Linked DNA regions of Mus musculus: region 1 is linked to region 2. The links are chromatin contacts, called in public Hi-C maps. All regions are on one chromosome and are shown on one strand. The core of a region is the stretch at or near the end of the contact, and the rest is flanking DNA. Distances in the headings are between cores, read along the strand shown. Region 1 has its middle 11 kb from the start of Gm31781. Region 2 overlaps Sdk2 (sidekick cell adhesion molecule 2).

What was found. A called contact is a pair of places that touch in the nucleus more often than the background predicts.
Region 1: a contact with region 2 is called in a Hi-C map of cortical neurons, with 3 times the contacts expected there. The contact joins two enhancer-like sites. A contact is called at or near these places in 2 of 484 Hi-C or Micro-C datasets (cerebellar granule neurons and cortical neurons), 1 of 115 datasets of contacts at active chromatin or transcription factors (embryonic basal ganglia) and 1 of 9 other capture datasets (embryonic stem cells).

Annotation. Positions count from the first base shown.
Region 1 is chr11:114,635,906-114,638,605 of GRCm38.p6, forward strand. No RefSeq gene overlaps it. Among named protein-coding and RNA genes, the nearest start is that of Gm31781, 11 kb to the left of the region's middle. Within about 2 kb of position 1,391, at least 30 of the 459 cell types and tissues checked have an H3K27ac peak or open chromatin away from gene starts, as enhancers often do. A contact at or near this core is called in cortical neurons, where this site is marked.
Region 2 is chr11:113,926,560-113,929,259 of GRCm38.p6, forward strand. The region is part of intron 2 of Sdk2 (sidekick cell adhesion molecule 2); the gene reads right to left. Among named protein-coding and RNA genes, the nearest start is that of Gm51929, 110 kb to the right of the region's middle. Within about 2 kb of position 1,297, at least 53 of the 459 cell types and tissues checked have an H3K27ac peak or open chromatin away from gene starts, as enhancers often do. A contact at or near this core is called in cortical neurons, where this site is marked.

The sequences.
Region 1 (2,700 bases), core at 141-2,640, 710 kb after region 2:
GTAAGTGTTGGGGTGTGGGGTGGGGATTGGGCTCTGTTCCTCATCCTCTGATGAGTATACTGGGGGCCTCCATCATTCTTCTTACTCCAATGTCCCTCTTCTGCCTCCATCTCTACAACCTCCATTTGGTACATTTTCTGGGAGCCTCTGGAACACACAAAGCTCTACCAGGAGTGAAGCTTGGGGCACACGGAAGTGTTCCAGGGTGTCGATGTGGCCCATGCTGTGATGCTATGTGAGGTGGGTTCTCCCCAGCTTTTGGCTGTCTTTCTCCTCTCCCCTCCCTCCACATCTGACATTGTCTTTCCTTTCTCTCAGCCAGGAAGCAAAAAGGCTCCTAAAGCCTGATTGCCCAGCTCCACCCTCTCCTTGCTGACAATGTCACGTACACACACACACACACACACACACACACACACACAGTTGTCTGCAGTTGGACTGGATGGAGGTAATGTGGTTCTGAACTCCAGGGATCCTCAGACGACTCACTACATAAAATATACGGAAACTCTTAAATAGACAGTGGCATCCACACTCACCCCGCAGGCACTTACCACCAGTTAGAACTTCCCTTGCAAGAGGCCATCCCCAGCTCCGTCTGTTAAGAAACACTGACATCTAGTGGCTGAATGTGGGACCTGCAGCAACGACTTGCCTTCCAAGAATAGGGTCCGTGGCTGCAAGAGCTGACCCCTCCCATGCCTCAGGACTTTCTAAACAGCAAAGAAACCCCAGCCCCAGCCCCCACCTCATGCTTCTCTTTGATGTTTTCATCCCTCCCCCTTCTGAAAAGCCCCCAGGCTCCCCAAGTACTATGAGAGTCACGAACCCCTGTTAAAATGGTCACGTATGCCTGGTTCTTGCTAAATGTATCCCAGAAGCTTACCGTTGAAAAGAGAGATGTCATAAATGAAACAGGCCGTGGATAATCCACAAAGTGAGTCATTAGGTGCTGAGTTTAAGCCCATGTGCCAGAAGCCACGCAGCGCTTCCAGCTCAGCACCACCGAGGGGGCGGGGGGGGGGGGGGAAGCAGACAGTAAAGTGAGCAAGGCTGTTTTCCCCACCAGCTGCCAATCATCCATCTGACAGCCTTGCAGGCATGTGGACCACAGCTGCTTACTCAGCGCTCCAGGTGCCAGGCAAAGCACTGGGCAATCAACAGTGTACAGTGCGTGTGCGTGTGTGTGTGTGTGCGTGTGCGTGTGTGTGTGCGTGTGCGTGTGCGTGTGCGTGTGCGTGTGTGTGTGCGTGCGCGCGCGCACGCGCGTGTACGTGTGTGTGCGTGCTCGTGTGTATGTGTGTACGTGTGTGCCTGTGTATCTGTGTGCTGGGGAAGGCTGCACAAAAGGAAGGATGTGCACAGCGTGAGTCACTGGCAGACATAAGCAAGTGAACCATAAAATAATCTAAATTCATTTATTCAACAAATGCTTCCAAGCACCTGCTGTGTAAGCGTGAGGAGCTGCCTCCCTCGCTGCATTGGGCTTCCTTCCACCCTCCCGCCCAGCATCTCCGGAGCAAAGTCCACCTCTTGAGCCTCCTTGCCTCCAACTGACCTACATTACCTCAATATTGTCTTTTCTCTACACAGCCCTACAACCCTGGGACCCAGCACACAGGAGGGGCCTGGTGTGTGCTTATTGGAGACATTAATCTAGTACAGTACCTACCCAGAGTGGAAACTCTTCGAAGAATGTTCCCCATGGCTGGACACCCCAGCCCTCCTCATACACGCCCACTGATGGGCGCTCATCATTCCCTAGATGGTTAGCCAGACCTGGCCTCTGAGGCAAGAAACACAAGCACACGTTGGATTTCCCTTCATGGCTCTTCAGGTTCCCCGCCCCCTCCCATCCTTCTGCTCCTATCTGCCCACTGCAATGACCACAGATGACCTCTTCCTACACCCCAACTACCAGCTTGCTTTCTTGTTAATTTTGGTTTTGGTTTCGTTCGGTTTCAAGTCAAGGTCTCTCACCATATAGCCTTGGCTGTCCTGGAACTCACTATGTAAACTAGGCTGGCCTTGAACTCACAGAGATCTCCCTGCCTCTGTGCTGGAATTAAAGGCATGCACCACTACATCCAGCCCCAGTTTCTTTCTTGAGGCAGTAGGGGAGGTGGCCACAGACCCTACAGCGAGACCCTACAGCAAGATCCCTCAAGGCTCTCTGCTCACTGGAGTGATGTCGCCCCACCTCCCAGTCCCCTTTTGCTTCAACTCTCCTGGGAAATATCCAAAGCCCTAGGGTGAGTCTGCCTGGCCAGCTCAGACCCCATTCCCCTCAGAGCCACTCCTACAGCCTGGGACGACACATGTGATTGTTCAGAGAGGTTACACGTCTTACCCTGTGGCCAGGGGGACAGGAGAAAACCCACTACAATTACCAGCCCACCTGCCTCATGTGGACTGGGGGAGGGATAGTTTCCCAACGGAGAGAGGGTATGTGACCAGGAAGAGAGGAAAGATGTAGAAGGGAGCAGGTGACTGTGTCCCCCAAAATGCATGTTCACTCAGATCCTCAGATGAACTCCCATTTGAGAGGAGAGTTTGTGGGTGTTCTGTGGATATGGGGCAAGAGGAGCTCGTCTCGAGTCAGTGTGGCACTAGATCCAGCCACAGTCCTTATATCAGGGCAGCGGGAGGGAAGGTGGCCATGTTTTCCTGGAGGCAGAGAACTGAGCAACAAGCCAGGGC
Region 2 (2,700 bases), core at 47-2,546:
TAACTGGGAATTATAAACCAAATAGATGTCTCCGCAATGTTGCTTCTTCCAGGGTATTTTGTCATAGCAACAGATATAAAATTAGTATGCATTATGACATTTTCATCTATGCAATACTTTTTATGAATTTTTTGATAACTTAAGATTTTATTTTATACTTTTGTGTGTGTGTGTGTGCGTGTACATGTGTGCACATGCATGCTCACTTAATTGACTTTCATTATGCTTGTGAGGGGTTGTTTATCAGCTCATTGATGTAAATGCCTATTCTTCTCCCGAGCAACAGTTATAGCCTATAGATCCTCAGCATAGGGCAGGGCCACTACATGGCTTAATATCACATAAGTCTATGTGTGGTTTTCTCTACAAGAAATGACAGGCATGTATAGAAATCTGGAGCTATCTGAACCACTTCTGCACCAAATACTCAAACCTTTAGGGTCCTCAGTTCCCTGACACTTGAGTTACAACACTCTTTTGATTTTAGATGGCTCTTTTGCTACCCCTGAATAATAGCTCACCAGCCACATTCCTTCCAACGCCCACTCCCCAAACCCACGTCTAGCCCTTCCAGCAAAGCATCAACTCTGCTCCAGTATTCCAGCTTTTAACCAGTGAATCAGTTTAACCAGTGAACCCTTGCAAAATCACGCAGCCATCTGTATTCGAGACCTCTCCTTTTCTGTGTGTGCCACCAATGGAGATGCTGGGTGCCATGCTCCCGCCTCCCCGACAGGCCTTGCGGAGTTTTGCATGACTTTGCATGGCATGGAGATATTTGTGAACGTGTAAGTTACATCATAGCAGAACTGGCTGCCAACGGCTTAGCTGGGTCCCAGAAACTGAGTCAGGAGCCAGGAAATTTGCTTTTCTGTGTAGCTCATCGTCGCAGTGACTCATCCCACCCTCCCTGGAACGCTCCATGGCCAGATGCTGTGTGGGGCTCTGAGTATTAACAGTAACAATGGCAGCAACCACAGCGATGCTGTCATCCTTACAATGTGATGAACACCGTTCTGTGGCTGTCGTGGGTTAGAGCTGTCCTGATCCCCAGGTACATCTCTGGTCTATTCATCCTTGCAGCCGGCTACCAAGATCACAGAGGGGATGTCTCTGGAGACAGAAGGGATGATGTTAAATATTACCTACCCTGCTCCCCTTATCATCTCTGGATCCCTGGGATGACTTGGGCATCTGTGGGCAGGGATAACGAGAACTTGGGCATCTTGTGGGCAGGGATAACCTTGCAGTAGATCCTTCAGCTGCCGCTCAGTATCAAGTGGAGGGGTGAGTATGCAGTAGCTACACTGAGGTGGGTACTGGGTAGGCATGGGTGAGCTGTGAGACAGTGAACCTTGCCTGGCTCTGCCCAGCTGGCCAGAGCTTCCTACCCAGCCCCACTCTGCTCCCTAGACTGCCTCAGGCTTCCGACTTCCCTAGACCAGATGTCTGTGGGATGAATGAATGTTGATAAGCCTGGAGGTTGAGCTAAGGGGCTCCAGAAACTCCCTGCAACTTGCCTGGCAGGCGGGTGTGGGGAGACAGGGAAGAGGTCTGCCTGGAGCCCTGCCCACCATCAGCAGCCCAGGTGCTGTACAATCAGACTGAGTCTCCTGACCCAGGCAGACCAGACTCAAGGTTAGCAATGACCTACCCTCCCTGTGGCAAGGTATGGCCGTGTTTCTCAATCAGCCATTTCTGGCTCTCTGTCTACCTCACTGATCTACAGTATAGCTGTAAACTTTATCCACAGTGCCTGGCTCCCTCCCCAAGGCAGGGTCATGGTAATGAATCTTTCCTAATGTTCTTCATCCTCTTTATGAACTACCCTACGTCAGAGCTACGTCTCCATTTGGCAGATGGAGAAGATGAAGAAACCAAGGCACAGAGGGAGGGGTTAAGGAACACGCCTCGGGGTCTAACAGTGAGCAGGTGGCAGAACATGCCTTAGCTCCTGCCTGAAGCGATACCACGGGGATTAAGTGTGACAACACAGGCAGTGTGCTCAGGGCCTGCCATAAGGCATTCGTACATGCTGTCTGACTCAGCATCACTGTTACTGGCTCTACGCTCCCTCACTCATTCATCTGCCTTGCCAGGAAGAAAGGAGGCCGTTTGTCCTCCTTATGGTCCTGATGCTGGCTCGAGGCTCATTCAGCCAGGTAAACCCTGGCCTGCAGGCAGCCTGTGGGTAGAGCTCATGCACGTGAGACATGACGCAAGGTGCTTGCCTGGGATGGCTGTGCCCTGACCCCCTGAATGGACTCTCTCAGGCCAGAATCTAGAACCTGCCCCATTACCTCTGTCCCCTCTGCCCTGCCCCTCCAGGCCATGTTGTACCCAAACATTCTCTCTGGACTCTCCAAAGTCACCCTTGCAGGTGACTTCAGAAGCAACTTCTGGATGAAGCAGACCAGAACCGTGTTAATTAGGCCCAAGGGGACCTGCTGGGAGCCACCATCTGGAAAAGGTGCTTGTGAAGCCACTGGACACTGGCCAAGCCTGAGCAAAGGCTCGGAGATCAGAGACTGCAAGCCTGGTATTTTTCTGCAGTTTTCCCAGGACATAGACCCCATCTTGTTCTAAATCTAGGCTGGCTTTATGGTGCCCCCCCTCACCCCACATGTGATGGCACAGGTCTCAATGGACTTGCAGTGTCTATATGCCTCTCAAACGAGGACCCCGAGTTTTCCATCTGAC